Regions from separate parts of the Mus musculus genome. Here all the other regions are linked to region 4. A link is a contact called in public HiCAR-type, HiChIP or PLAC-seq and promoter capture Hi-C data. All regions are on one chromosome and are shown on one strand. Each heading gives the region's core, a stretch centred on a gene start, on an enhancer-like site or on the middle of the called end of the contact. The rest is flanking DNA. Distances are from core to core; before and after follow the strand shown. Region 1 holds the start of Mgst3 (microsomal glutathione S-transferase 3). Region 2 holds the start of Lmx1a (LIM homeobox transcription factor 1 alpha). Region 3 holds the start of Uck2 (uridine-cytidine kinase 2). Region 4 holds the start of Hsd17b7 (hydroxysteroid (17-beta) dehydrogenase 7).

Region 1 (3,790 bases), core at 1,288-3,787, 2.6 Mb before region 4:
TGCATTTGGAAAACAACATGATTTTCCCGCTCCACTTGCTGCATTTCTTGCCACAGACAGGCACGTGGACTCTGTGACAGAGCTAATCTTACACAGGGAAACCTGACAATAACACCAAGGTTTTTTTTATTCCAGAGGACAGTGGACTCGGAAGCAGGATCAATAAACTGAGCTGCAAGGGCTGGGGAGATAGCTCAGTCAGAAAAACTGCTTGCCAAGTAAGCATGAGTAGCTGCTTTAAGCTCTCTGAATCCATGTTAAACAAACAAACCAACCAACCAACCAACTAACCAACCAACCAAGACCCAGCGCTCAGCAAGCTCAGATAGGAGGACCCTGGGCAAGTTCAGGCCAGCAGGCTGGCTGAATCAGTAAGATTCAGTGAGATTCTCAAAACTAAGATGGAGAATGACTAAGGAAGACATCTTCATATGTATGGACATGCACATGTGCTTATAGTCATTCATGTGTATATATACATCACATACAACATACACACATTTTAGTTGCAAAAATAACAGCGGCATATTCTAAAGAGATATAAACATAGAGAATGACTAAATTGTAGGTTTAGATTTTTAAAATAAAAAAAAATTCGAATTTAAATCATAGGTTTAAAATGAGCTAAGTGTTCAGTCAGTGTTAGATTACTTTTGACAGGTTCATTTGACACCCACTCATTCTTGACTGGTCCAGGGGCTTTTCAGCATCTCTTTGGATAAACACACCTTTTGTAAGTGTGTGTGTGAGTGTGTGAGTGTGTGTGTGTGTGTGTGTGTGTGTTCTCTGTGCTGTCTACTTATAAAGGAGTTCCTTTTCAGATTGTTTCCTCCGGAACTCTACACAAGCAGGAGGGAATCTAAGTGAGGGAAACTCTGCCCTTGTCCTTTAAACAAGGACTCAATAAATGGCCCAGGCTGGCCTTGAATTACCATTCTCCTGCCCCAGGCTCTCTGGTGCTAGGATTCCAGTTGCAGGCCTCTGCATCCAGCAAGATTTTGTTCCTTAGTCTAAGGAAGCCCCAGTAGTTCAGTTTCTATGGCTGGCCACACTATCCCTGTCATTTTATATATAGTAACACTGGTTAAAGGAAAAAAAAAAAAAGAATCACTTGACAGAGTTTTCTATTTCTGTAACATTGTGTCAGGAAGAAGCTGAGCAGAATGTACTTCCCAGGGTGAAAGCACATGTTTGGATTTCAGATGTTAGTTTTATTTAACTCCTTAGATAAATTTAGCTCCTGTGAGAATAAACAATTCTGGATCCCCTGACTCAAGACAGTATACTCTCATTATGGACACACTGAAAGAAAACACACCGGGTAACCCTGACTAATAACCTTGGCTGCTTCCGGGAAACTGCAGTCTGCAGGTGCCCTACAGATTCCCGCAGGGAAGCCCTGGTTTCTGCTACTACCTTAAAATCTGCAGCAGACCCTGCAAGGCCACACCTAAGCCACCAGTACAGGCAACAGAGCAGAGAGCTGGTTGCTCTCTGGGGCACCTCCTTTCCCTAGTTAAGGGATTCAAGTCCCAACCCGCAGCGCAGCGTTGCTTTCCTACCCATCCGACCATCTGTCTCTGCTTTTCCTCTACTTCCTTTTCCGCACTGACTTGTACCCTAGGCTACTTGCAGACTGGTGCCTCCCAAGCAAAGAATTAACAGAAACCACAACCTCGGGAGTGACTCAGTGTCTCTTACTCCCTTCCACCACCCTGCAGGTGCCCCACCCTGTGGTTCTGGGTCTCCCTGTAGCGACACAAGATAAGTAAAGGGACACTTGCGGACATGTGAGTATGGGATGAATTAATATCCCACTCACTCTTCCCAAGAAGTCTCTTGCTATGAGGACAGAAGTAAGAAAATGACCCATATTCAGGTATCAATGCAAATATTTCTACGAGGCGAGAGGAAAACAAATGCAATTCCCTCTGAGACCCTCTCGAAGGATCCTAGCAACAAGACATCCATAGCAGGCGCGGCGCTTGCACGCCACTTATGAAACCTGTGCTAGATCAGGTACGAATGGCCAGTTCCCACTGCAGAGTTCCGGGCTCCTTTCTCTGTATTAACAGCTGCAGTGAGTAAGGTCAGGTGGTCTCTTGAAGGCCGAAAGAGGGAGCCCCAGGTCTTTACACAATTGGAATTAAGGAGGGGGAGGAAAATAAGGAATTGAGGATGAGCTGACCTTGAGAACCTCCCTGAGTTAGAGATAGCGAGGTAGGGGCCTCCCCGAGAAGCTCCTAAGCTACACCATCGGGGGGAGCATGCAGGGAGGGCGGAGGGCAGAGTGGGTAGAAATGCAGAGCTCAAATCGACCGATAAAGAAGGGAGGTTGGAGACCCCAATTCCGTTCCAAGTGACTGAGATACCGGTTGTGCATGTGCAGGCATTCAGGTGTCCCAGTGAAGCTAAAGCTCCTGCAGCTCGCAGCTGCCAGCACTTACCTGGCTCACCTTCGTGCGCCTGGTACAGACCTGAGAAGCACAGCAGTGCCTAGGTGCGGCTCTAGCTGTCCCGCAGGACCCGCCCCACTCCGCCCCGCCCCGCGCGGCCACGCCCTCGGGACCGCCCCCGAGACCGCCTCTGACTTTGGCGGTTCTAGCTGTTTCTTAAACTAGACTGCATTTTTTCCCTGTGTCGGGTAGCCCGCATATCTACTTTTCCGGCTCCCCAGTGTATATATTTGCTCTACTCTCCAAGTATCTTTTCGTGACTACAGTATTAAATTGCTCCTAGAGATTTGTTCTGCTTGGTTGGAACAGAAGCGACAGTAACGCGTTAGTAATTTGTCCCCGGCAGGGCACTGTAACTCAGCTTGCTGCGCGTGCGCAGAAAGTAGAGCGTAGTTTATGGAGAGCTTGGGGTGGGTGGGGAAGGCGTGTGTCTCACTTTTGGACTCTCTTGGGGAGGGGGCGTTTGAAACTGTGGGAGTTCCCTTAGCCTGCGCCGTTGGCGCGTACCTCAGCTCTGCCTACACGGTGCACCGCACCCATTCTCTCTCCCCCAGCCCCACAGGCGGGCTCCTATGGCTTGGCTCGCCCAGGTATTTCTTCCCGGACCCCGGCACAAACTTAACAAAGAGCACAGGCGCACCCTCTTGTGCCACCTCGCGGCGGCCTCCAGGAGAGCCTTGGATAGGACCTACTAAGCAGAAGCAGACCTTGACTGCTAATTTCTATAAGTTCTGCTTTAAACCGGTCGCAGAAAGCACCGAAGCTATCTGCTACTTTTTTTTTTTTTTTTTTTTTTTGCCCCGCGTTTCTGAAATGCCCTAAGAAACTTAACATGCTACGACCTAAGAAACTAGGTCAGACAGTGCATACCTTTTAATGTCTCTCCCCTCCTTCCTCACAAACACCAGAGAATAAGTTTATTCTGTAGCCAAATATGAGTGACCATGGCCTGCAGTGGCCAACTGTAATTTCGTGAACTTCTAGTAACAGAACCAAAGAAATTCCTAAGTCAAGTTCCCTTTCTTGTACGTTGGGAACGGGTGGTGGTGGGGGCATCAGGTGTGCAGATTATAGCAAAGCCTGGAATAAGATCTCAGATATTGTCTGATGACATTCTTTGTCTTGAGTTCGTAGAGGCTAGTGGCAGGTTTGTACTCTCTGAAATGATTTGAGTGATAGGTCCGAGATAGCTGTTCAAATACATAAATGACTAGTAAGGATGTTAAAGCTAGCTTGATTGGCTGAAGGTTTCCACCCCTCCACAATCACCAAAATTTTAATCAGTACAATTTTTAAGATTTTCGGATCTTTAGCACAGCTTGCATACCCTTCCT
Region 2 (3,500 bases), core at 432-2,931, 2.3 Mb before region 4:
CACTTGGCCCCAGGCTTTTCTTGGAATAGAGGAGCAAGACCCTGTTCCTGCCTCTAGAGAGGCTGGAGGGCTGTCGCTGCAGAATGTTATGAATCACAGGGAATTAAAAACTGCCCCCAGGATCTTCTTTTCTAAGAAAAGTCCCCTTGGCTGACTTCTAGTCTAGCATCCAGCCAGCAGGATAGGATAGAGGGAGCCTGATTCAAGGTTTGGCCATGGGTCCCATTATTGCATTTCCCAGCAGTGAAGTAGTTTCAGCCAGAAACGGTGAGTTGAGTTTTAAGCCAAAACAAATTTGTAAGTTGCAGGAGCAAGTGGGTGAATGAAAATCCGAAGAGCTTGGAGCTTCTGGTGCCAGAGTTCACAAAGCAGAGAGGATTGGGGTTGGGGGCTCTAGGCGATCCCCGCGACCTCCAGGTGTCTGAGGTTAGTCATCACTTACGGTGCAGATCCGAGAGCAACCGGATCCCCATCCCGCCCGCGTGAAGTCTAGGTGGCACGGATCTCTGCCGAGTCTGGGGTGTAGCTCCCCCGGGGCAACCGTTCCACGTGGAGAGAAGGAAAAGTTTGGCGCGTCCGGGAGGTCCGGGCAGCAGACTGGAGCATCAGGCTGTAGCCTCGCGGTGGGTCGAGCAGCCAAGCCGGGGAAACAGAGCACCGCGGGCCCCGCCACGGGACGCGCTCCCAGGCCCCCGCCCTGCGCACCCCACCCCCTTCCCGGGCCGCGCACGCAGCCAGCGGCCACTGTCAGAAACCGCCCGAGCCGCCTCGAAGAAGGCAGGGCGGACTTTGCACCCAGGACCCTGGGCCTCCGGTTCCACCGCCGATCTTGGAGCAGCCGCCTGGTTTCCCCTTCCCGGCTGCAGAGCGGCGCGTGTTGGCGGGACGTCCCGAGGAGGATCGGCGGCTTGAGGCCACGGCCCGGCCCCACTCCGGCGCGCCGAGGAGCGGAATCGGGGGCCGGCGTTCGCTCCTGCTCTCTCCCGGGTGCGCCGGAGTCCGGGCGGCTGCTCTGGCTGCAGCCTAGGGGACGCCTCCTCCCTCCGCCAAAGCTGCCCGGCGTCTCCCGGCCACTTCGCGCTGCTCCGGACGCTGGGCGCGAGCTCGCCCATCAGGTAAGGAAGGCTGCGGGGATCCTTAGGCTCCGGCTCGGGCGGGCGTGTTTCTGAAAGTTGATTTGAAATGCATCCAAGAGTGAACCGGGCCAGTCGCGGCTCCTCCCCAAGGCGACTCCTTTGCTCCTGCAGACGTTCCCGGCACTGGCCGACCGGCGGGAGGACCTCCCCGCGCGCCCCGCACGCCTACTCCCGAGCGCCCCCCCCCCACCCCCCAAGCAGAGCGCTGCGCCAGGAGTACGGAAGCAGGCGGGACAGTCTCCGAGTCCCTTACTCTGCCTCTCTCTAAGACAGGTGAGGGTCGAAAGTGAGTGGTGGTGCCACTGGGATATCGGACCTGGTTGGTCCCGGCTTGGCCCTGGCTCTGAGAGCAGGCGTACCCCCACCCCATCACACAGAGTACCATAGTTCTAGTGGTGGGATCCCTAGGGGCCACATTAGTATAGGATGGGGCGGAGTCGGTCTTGGAATGGGAAACCTGGGGACAGGGGTGGGGGTGGGGGTTAGGAGAACGCAGTTAGGGGGCGGAGGCCTTAGCACATAACGCGTTGACTTCAAGTGAAATCAGAGCCGTCCGAGCAGTTCACGGTGGCTCTTCTCTCTCCTCCCACCTTACATTTCCCTTGTCTGGACTCTACCCTCTAGGCTCATTCTTGTCGCCCTGGACACTGCTTCTGTCCTGTCCCAGGAGAGTGGCAACTGAGGGTGCGGAGTCCCAACAGGCACGGGAAGCTAGACTCAACCGTTCCTCCGCTCTACAGGTCCTCCTGGCTCACCCCGAACATGTTGGACGGCCTGAAGATGGAGGAGAACTTTCAAAGTGCGATTGAGACCTCGGCATCTTTCTCCTCTTTGCTGGGTAAGTGTTCAACCGCATGCTCCCTAGAGCATCCTCCTTCTGCCGGGGCCGGGAGCTCAGTACGTCAGGTCTCTGATACTGGGTTAAGCGACCAGACTAGCACCCTCTTCGCGCGCACACAGAGGTGCCCACAATCTCTGTCTTTCCGTGTCCATCAGTCCTTTTGAGTCGTCCCTACCTAAATACAACCATCAAGCCTCCCCAGGCTTCACGAGTTCAACATCGAATTCCCCAAAGCCTTGAGGGGCGGGCGAGCATGTTCACAAGGCATTTGAGTGGCAAGTGATTAATAATACCCAGGGCTGGATTTTTAATCACGGAGCTGATCGACGGCTCATAAATGCCACCGGTTTCTCAGAGGCCTGTGTCCTAGCATGAGAGATCCGAGGCCCAGAGCGCCCAGGTTCTTCTCTTCCCCCACCAACTGCAGCCCCAATTTTAGTATTGGGCATGGCCGAGAGGCTTTTCCGGGCTGGTGGGCAGCGCTGCGCTGGGATTAGCTTGCACGGCGGGGCCCTTGCCTGGTCTTTAATTAACTGAAGCCGGACCCCTGTTCCGCAAGCTTGGTATCCCTCTACCCCCAACCCAGCCACTTCGAAGGAGCAGAGAATAGAGAGATCCAAAGAGTCATACCCATGGGTCTTTCAGAGTTCAGGCTTGTTTTGCCAGTGTCTCTTCAACTCTCCCTTTGGAATTTTCAAGTTTGGAGAAAAAAATGTTTTGTTTTGTTTTGTTTTTAAATTTTCTTTCTTCCTGTGTTTCTTCCCGCTTCTTTCTGAAGGAGAGATTTTTCTTTTATTTAAACCTCTTGCCTCTTTCTCTAACTTTAGAACCAATAGAGTGGGGCTGAAAAAATTTCGATTATAGAAACCATGTCCAGAGAGAAATCGCCCACTCCACCCCAACAGTTCAGAGGAAACGAAATTACAAAACCCATGCCCTCTTCTTTCAACCTCCCTTTCGAAATTGTCAGGATTTTCTCCCCAGAGCAAGAAGGAAGACGCAGGCTAGAGCCTGTGTGCGGACTCAGGCACACTGGGTTTGGTTCTCTGCACCATGAGACCCGCGACCCATCCTATGGTTTGTCCCAACCATAGGATGGGGTGCTGAGACCAAGACAACAGAAATTTACAATTGAGAACGACCACTTTCTCCCCAGGCCTTCTTGCTGGCTTCCCACCACACAAAACGACCTGTCCAGCTTACAAAGCAGAAAGTGAGATTAGTGTAGTGGTATGGAGAAGGATCGTCCCTTTGGGACATCACAGACAAGAGTGTTCTTGTGGGACAAGGGCTTCTTTAAACGGTTGTGAAAATTGTCAACAAAGGCGGCCAAGTATTTCTCCCTTGCTTGTTGGGGGCAAGGGGGGGGGCTGGAACAAGACCCGAAGGGAAAAAGTCAAAAAGGTCAAAGGGTAGGGCAGAGAAGATTCTCTGACTGAGCTAAGAGGTTTGTTGCTCCAATCAGCGCTTCTGAGCGCAGAAGATCTAGAATTCTCTGGCCAGCACCCTTCTCAGGGTCTCTG
Region 3 (3,885 bases), core at 1,254-3,753, 2.7 Mb before region 4:
TACGGACTGGAAAAAAAATTGTGACATAATTACACACTGACTACAATATGAAATTTTTACAAGCCCAGCGCTCTTTTAACTTTCTGAGACAGTGGTTTTGTTGCCCAGGCTGGCCTCATACTCTGGTACCATATGAAGCTGGACTTTTTTAAAAAAATAAATGCACACAGCCTGGTGTGGTGGACCACACAATTCTTTAACAAGCCATCATATGCCCAAAATGTACATTTTGAAAACTGCACGATGAGACCCTTCTTTCATTAGGGTTTCCCTCTTCTTCCTCCTGGATAACAAGCAGGTCGGCAGAGACCTGGCTACACCCACAGTGGCTAACTGGCCCTGCCATTCCAGCTATCTGAGCGACCCATCCTTAAAAATCAACTGCAAATACAGTAGAATAAGATAATACAGAATGTTTATCTGTGCCTCTGGTGACTGAATTATTTAAGTGACTACCAAGGTCATTATGTTTCTAAATGTTCCACTCATCTTCAAGTTTAAAGTCTCTTCCTGCCGGGCTGCCAGGCAGTGGTGGCACCCGCCTTTGATCCCAGCACTTGGGAGGCAGAGGCAGACGGATTTCTGAATTCGAGGCCAGCCTGGTCTACAGAGTGAGTTCCAGGACAGCCGGGGCTACAGAGAAACCGTCTCGAAAAACCAAAAACCAACAACAACAACAACAAAAAAAGTCTCTTCCTCACTAAGAGGGCTGACTGGACTTTAGGCTAATATTACCCCAACTTTTCTCTGGAAATACAGCGATGAATTCCTCTACAACAGGAATACTGGAAAATGAACAGTGCGGCTGAGGTGATTCCAAAAAGAGCTGATGAGGGGCCCTAATAGGAATGGCATTCCTAGACGAAGAACATATTGAAGAACATATTTTTTTTTTAAAGTTTAGCTCGTTAACAGGCAAAAGGCGGGGGGGGGGGGGACCCTAAGTTCCGATACCTAAACAGCATTTCAGAATCCTAGCCATGGAAGCTAAACTAGAGGCGAAATTCATCAATACTGGAGTCTGCGGCACACAACGCCGAATCTGGGCTGCTGAGCTAAAGTACTCCAGACCTGGAGGGAAAATACGTAAAAATCAAAATGGAGGAGGGGCCAAGGAGAAATGGGCTGGAAGCTAAAACCTCGTGGCGCGTGGCGCGCGTCTCATGGCGCCATCCAGCCTTCCTGCTCCACGCTGCCCAGCCTTGGGGACTCACCATCCGGCCTCACCAGCGGCCGCACGCGGCGCCCAGCTCCCTCGGGCGCCCCTCATGGAGCCCGAGCGCCCACTGAACTTGGCGGCTGTTAAACGGCAGGCGAACAAGCAGCCACATCCTAAAAGGGAGCGAGGGGGAGTAAAGAAAGAACCATCTGGGAGGGCTCCACCCTTCTCCACCTGCAGTAAAGACCCGAGGTTAAGTCAAGTCGCCCCTCGCTGCCGTGCAGGAGAAAATACAAAGGAAAGAGGTTCCTCGCAAAGTCAGACTCGGTAACCCCTTCCCTGCGATCCAAGGAGCGAGCGACCCGGACACCGAAGAGCATGGAGCCTGTACAACTTTCTCACTGAGACTGATGCGGTTTTCTCTTCTAAGCATAAAAGACAGCAGCCCCTGCTGTCATCCCATCCGTGACTGTGCCCATCGAGCTTCGGCTCTCCCGGAAAGCCCTGCAACCCCCAGGTGGGCTCCCGGCAGCGGGCGCGCCACCTCGCGCATCCCGGCCAGCCTCGCAGCCCACAGGCTTGGGCCGGGGCCAGGGCCAAGCCGGGCGGAGGAGCGTACCGGGGCTCCGAGGGAAGCCCCGAAAGCCGGGTCCTTACACCCGACTTGCAAAACAATAAGCATCCGCTTTCCGCCCCTCCCCCACAAGACCCTGACCACGAGTCACAGCCGCCGCCGGGAACCAGCGAGGGAGCGCACCATCCCTGCGGGGGACTTGTAGGAGGAACCCGCATCCTGGACCCTCGGTCGCCCGGGTCCCCCCGCTGGTCCCCAACGCCGCGCACCGAGCCTGCGCGGGGTCTGGCGGCGCCGGAGCGCGGCGGCCCGGAACGAGGATCCCGCGGGCCACGCGGTGGCAGGCTGCAACTGACACGGCCCGCGGGCGCCGGCCACATGCGCCGCCCGCCGTGCGAGCAGGGCGCGCGGACTCTTACCTTCCCGCTGGCCGTGCCCCCGCTCACGCCGATCAGGAAGGGCTCGCCGCCGTTGGGCTGCTGGTGGTTCTGCAGGGTCTGCTCGCTGTCCCCGGCCATGACTCGCGCCGCCCCTCCTCTCGCAGCCTGTGCGAACCGACGCACGCTCCCCGCCCGCGACCGGGCTCGCTCGGCTCCTCGCAGGAGCAGCTGGTCGCTGCTGAGGTCGAGGCTGGGCCGGCCGCGGCTGGAGCCCGGGCGCGGGGGAGGCCGAGGTGGCTTTCCCGGAGGTGCCGAGAGCTCTCCTGTGCCCGTGGCGGCCCGTGGGGTTTACATCCCAGGCAGAGGTCAGCGTGATGAGGCTGCTCCAATCCGGGCGGGCTGCGCGCTGCTATTCGCCAGGAGTCTGGCCCCAGCCTCCGCCCCGCCCGGGCCCCGCCGCCGCCCGAGGTCTCTGGGAAAGGTGTGAGCGCCACTCCCCTCCCCACCCGCCGGATTAACCCTTTCTGGGACGGAGCGGGGGGTGGGGTGGAGGGGTGAAGAAACCGGCTAGGTCAGCGTCTTAATGCGCCACTCTGCGTCCTATTTCAAAAGAGATCAAAAGCTAGAAGAGACTGCCAGAGCAGAGCAGAGACTGGAGGTTTGAGACGCAAAACTGGAAAAGGCTGGGAATATGAAGATGGAGAATTAATGCCTAGACCCTTCATCCTCACTGAAACTTGTGTTTTCAGAGACTCCCTTCCCACCCTCCGTGTGCCAAAATAGTGTGTCACCCGCTCGGCTTAAGAGAGTTCCTGTCTTGGAAACCCCCAAGTGCCATTTTCCTTAGCAGGTCTGTCCTCATGTGACTCCCTAAAAGAAGGGTGACTCGGGGACGGTTACTCCTCCCTGAAAAACCAGTGCCCTTCCACACCATCCTAGCTCCGCAGTACTGACATTCCCGTGGAGCTAGGGTTAATGAAAATAGAAACATAACAATGCCATTTCCATTCATTGATGACTTTAACTGACCTAGTTTATTAGAGGCAGGCAATTTGTCACTTAGTTAGGAAAACAGTACCAAATGGAGACTAAAAAGGAGTCTTCACCGCGGGAGCCAGATGTCTTCATTCACATCAAGTTCCATAAGCAAGGCCAATGTGCCTCAGTGCTCTATTAAATGAAAATAAAAATGATACACGCTAGGATTTTTGATGGGCTAAAATGAATTATCATAGGTAAAGTTTTTAGAACAATGCCTGAATATCACTGTAGAGTATTGGGGCTTGAAAAGACTCCTAAAGGAACCAGAAAGGGCAGTTTTGCTGGGCACACCTGAAAGGTAGTACTAGAATCTCCGCTTCTCTGAACTCTGAACCTCTTTTTTTTTGGGGGGGGGTTCGAGACAGAGTTTCTTTATATAGCCCTGGCTGTCCTAGAACCAGAAACCTGTAGACCAGGCTAGCCTTGAACTCAGAAATCCACCTGCCTCTGCACACCTTTAATCCCAGCACTTGGGAGGCAGAGGCAGGCAGATTTCTGAGTTCGAGGCCAGCCTGGTCTACAAAGTGAGTTCCAGGACAGCCAGGGCTATACAGAGAAACCCTGTCTCGAAAAATCAAAAACAATAACAACAACAACAACAACAATAACAACAACAACAACAAAAACACTGGCTGCTTGTCCAGAGGTATGTGGGTCCAATTCCCGTCACTCACTTGGCAGCTTCAGGGGATCTGATGCCCACTTCTTGGCCCTGCTTCCACCAGGAACAC
Region 4 (3,483 bases), core at 220-2,719:
ACCGTGTCCCCATTTTCTTGTGGTGCCTTGGTCCCGCAAAGGCAAGGGTTCTCACCACTTCTTGGTACTGTTGCTATTAGGAAAACTGTAAATCGCAGTAAGTGAACCAACCGGTGAGGTTTTGGTTTGGGTTTTTGTTTTTTGGGGTTTTTTTTTTGCTTTGTTTTGTTTTGTTTTCAGGAGAATACACAGTAGCACAGCTTGAAGTTAAATCCCTGTCAACTACTAAGTCACAGCAGAATAGCCAAGAGTTTAAAAAAAAAAAAAGCCCTCAATACAAGTAGACAGAAAGCAGAATCAGCAAGCAGATAGAGCCGAAGACAAAGAAGCAGGAAAGAGCAGAGCTAGGAGGCTTCAGATGCACTGGGTCACAAAGAGTGATATGAAGGTCGCAGCAGATGGGGCCCACTGCTGGTAGCGAGGCCATTCTGGGTAACAGTAAGTTCTCATGCAGACTGCCAGCAAAGGGAGCTCCAAAGTGAGTCTGGAATCCACAGAATCTGGCGGCCCTGCCAGCAAAGTACCAAGCAGATACCGGCCTATTCATCCTTACTTTAAATACCAACTTTAGTATAAGTTGCACACACCACAGTATATCAAAATCACACCAATTCAGGTCTGACTTCTACAGGCACTTTCCACTCGAGAACGGCCAAAACCCAGCTGACCTAAAGGAGAGCGCACACTAACAAAAAGCCCAAGACAGACCCCTCCACTGGTTTAGTTAATATAGATGTGATTGGGTCACTGAAACAGGCTTAAGTGGCATTTAACAAATCCTGTATTAATTCCTCAAAAAATAGCAATGTAACCAATTGGGGGTAGGAGGGGAGTTGGTTGGGTCCATCCTCCACACATTCTTCATCAACAAATGATAAGTAGGTCAAGGGTCAAATGGGCAAGCCTGGAATAACTTTGCTGGCATCTGCATCAGGATAAGCCTTAGTTGCTAGACTGGTCGTTCTGTAGGTTCCTGGAAAGAGTATATGAAAACATGCTGCAGGAGTGAAATTTCCTCATTGTCCTAAAGTTCATGGATGCTGACATTTAAACACCCCGAGTGTTTAGGTTTAAAGTGAACTGTGGGCACCTACAATTAACTACTCTCGGAGACTGACGGTCCCTAGAGAACAACTGTCCAGCATCACTGCCAGGCTGACCAGTCACTGGCGGTTTAGCTTTCCTTTCCACTGTCATGTTTAATTCAAAGCGCCAGCCACCGAGCACCGAGCACCAAGCGAGGCAGGCATGACCACACCTCTTGGAAAGCCAGGGAACGGGGTCTCTGCGGACCCCATCGAAGTGAATCACCGACCTGCGCTTCCCCCCGCATAGACTCCGGGGTTCCATAGGAGGTCTCACCTGCTCGCCCCGGTGATCAAAACCACCTTCCGCATCTTCCACGCCCTGCACCGAAGTAGAACTGCACCGGGGTTCTCTTAGCCTGAACCTTGATCCGTGACCACGCGCACCTCGACCAATCAAGGCTCGGCCCGGCTCCACCTCTCCTGCGTCATCCGGTCCGCGCGTTAGGCCCGCCAATCGCGACTCGGCATCTTCTCTCCACGCCCAGACCGGGTGAGGTGAGATAGGCCGAGGGGCGGAGCCACGTGACACAAGGGTCCTATAGCCAATCCAGGCAGTCGCCGCCCCCAGTCTGCGGCGGGGGCTTTGTTCTGAGTGAAGCAAGCGGGCGGCAGAGCTGGAGGTTTCACAAGGCTGCTGGGAGAGGCTTCGGTGCAGGAACCCAAGTCCAAGTTTGCTTCTTAGGATGTGTAAAGCATGGTCTTTAAGAAAGAGAACCTGGATTTCATTGAATTGTATTTATGTCGAATCACGAGTAAGTTAGCAATTTCAAGCTCTGAATGTGGAATGAAACCAGAGAATCTCAGAACGCTAAAGGAATGCGTACTGTCATCTCCTTCAGACCTCTCAGGTCGCTGTAATGAGCTTTATTTTCTCACTCTCTCTGCCTCTCTCTCTCTCTCTCTCTCTCTCTCTCGCTCGCTCGCTCTTTTTTTTTTTTTTTTTTTGTCTCCAAGCCATCCCAGATGAGTACTTTGGAGGGAGCAGAACTAGGTAATCAGGGAGGGGCAAATGCATACATTAAAACTCCCTTTTTTTATTAAGTTCAATTCGCATAAAAATACCCTGCGCAGCTGTTATAATCGTTATCCCAGCTTTCGCTACTTACAGATGATTAATATTGAGTGAAAGGACTAATACTCATATGATTGAACAAACTATTCCTCTTTCAGAGCTGTAATTACTAGGGATAGCCGTGATCCTAAATGATAACGTCTTTTCTGGGCTTTAATCTATATGTTTTGATTAATGATACCAACAAACTGCTAAAACTTAAGAAAACTGGTTGATCATTTCAACTGTTCTTAAAAGACAGTAACTTAACAAATTTTCTAAAGCCTTGAAGTGGAAAAAAAAAAAAATCCCTGATCTTGAGATTCCATACCCAAATGATCCTTTTTAAACCCTGGAGTTCAGAAGTGGCAGCAAAAGAACAGAGAAAACTGTGTGGCTCTCCCAAAGAAAGCTCACTTTTTAAAAAGAAATTGGAGAGCCTGGTGGGTGGGTTGGGTGGCAGACAGGTGTGTCCACACTGCACCCTAGGGTAGCATGAAAATGGCCCACCAGAAAACTGTAAACTTAATTAACATATTATGACGTTTATTTTGAGTTGTTTTTTTTTTTTTAAGTTCTCTTGTGCAATTATTAGCATGAACTCTGTGCATGAAAGCAACATCAGGAGTCTGCCTGGGTCCGAGAGGAGTTCAGCCTTACTACAGCCTCAGATGAGAACAGGAGTGGGACCAGCTCTGAGTTAGATGAAACCCAGAAGACTTCAGAGAAAGTCCTCTATCACTTCCAGCCCAGCCCAGTAAGGGAAACTGGGACTCTTCCTCCTTTTGTTCTACTCAAGTTGCTGCTTCCAAGGCTCTGTGACCGACAAGGGATGGACTGGACTATTAATCTAAAATGTTTAATTTTTAAAGTCATTTGTCATAGAGAGTCACAACCCCGAGCAATGAAAATATTTTTTAATTCATAGGTGAGTGTTGGGTTTTGGTTTGGTTTTGTTTTGTTTTTACCTCACTCCAAACTACTCATCTTGGGTTTGTGTTGTCCTGGGGTTCTTCAGTTGGGTACCAGAACAGTCTGGTGCACAGTGAGTGAAGCTATCACTGGCAAGCCTTGGCATGAGTTGAGCAGGTGTAGTTAACTCAACATTAATTGTGCTCCTTGTAATAAATCCATCTCTACCCTAAAGTCAGACCGTGATCGCTTTTCCTTTTAGGGGACAGTAGGTAAGGATGAGAGACATATCTTTTGCTCTGAGTACAAAGTTCTATTCTTGGTTCTTAGAAACATTCACAGAATAGACGGCCTCTAATTTGCAAACGGGACTAATGAATAACTTCCAGTTGGGGCTGTGTAGTTTCTCATGTTCATATTTTTCAATGCTCT

Evidence for each region. Promoter capture Hi-C pulls out the DNA fragments that hold promoters and counts their contacts. HiCAR-type assays count read pairs that join an accessible place to other places. HiChIP or PLAC-seq counts read pairs in DNA pulled down with a chosen protein or histone mark.
Region 1: a contact with region 4 is called in a HiCAR-type map of astrocytes, with 4 times the contacts expected there. The contact joins the promoter of Mgst3 here to the promoter of Hsd17b7 in region 4. A contact is called at or near these places in 3 of 39 promoter capture datasets (embryonic stem cells, hippocampal neurons and pre-B cells), 1 of 484 Hi-C or Micro-C datasets (B cells), 2 of 115 datasets of contacts at active chromatin or transcription factors (astrocytes and large pre-B cells) and 1 of 9 other capture datasets (liver).
Region 2: a promoter capture Hi-C map of embryonic stem cells shows a contact between it and region 4, with 8 times the contacts expected there. The contact joins the promoter of Lmx1a here to the promoter of Hsd17b7 in region 4. A contact is called at or near these places in 1 of 39 promoter capture datasets (embryonic stem cells), 2 of 115 datasets of contacts at active chromatin or transcription factors (astrocytes and embryonic forebrain) and 1 of 9 other capture datasets (embryonic stem cells).
Region 3: a contact with region 4 is called in an H3K4me3 HiChIP or PLAC-seq map of forebrain, with 8 times the contacts expected there. The contact joins the promoter of Uck2 here to the promoter of Hsd17b7 in region 4. A contact is called at or near these places in 1 of 39 promoter capture datasets (pre-B cells) and 2 of 115 datasets of contacts at active chromatin or transcription factors (extraembryonic endoderm stem cells and forebrain).

Annotation. Positions count from the first base shown.
Region 1 is chr1:167,391,304-167,395,093 of GRCm38.p6, forward strand. Mgst3 (microsomal glutathione S-transferase 3) reads right to left here and starts at 2,538. Exons shown (of 6, transcript NM_025569.2): 1 at 2,448-2,538.
Region 2 is chr1:167,687,877-167,691,376 of GRCm38.p6, forward strand. Lmx1a (LIM homeobox transcription factor 1 alpha) reads left to right here and starts at 1,682. Exons shown (of 8, transcript NM_033652.5): 1 at 1,682-1,974. The coding sequence starts at 1,899.
Region 3 is chr1:167,282,624-167,286,508 of GRCm38.p6, forward strand. It overlaps Uck2 (uridine-cytidine kinase 2), which reads right to left and starts at 2,504. Exons shown (of 7, transcript NM_030724.3): 1 at 2,153-2,504. The coding sequence starts at 2,251.
Region 4 is chr1:169,967,736-169,971,218 of GRCm38.p6, forward strand. It overlaps Hsd17b7 (hydroxysteroid (17-beta) dehydrogenase 7), which reads right to left and starts at 1,470. Exons shown (of 9, transcript NM_010476.3): 1 at 1,363-1,470. The coding sequence starts at 1,397. 3110045C21Rik (RIKEN cDNA 3110045C21 gene) reads left to right here and starts at 1,674. Exons shown (of 3, transcript NR_040438.1): 1 at 1,674-1,840; 2 at 2,715-3,067.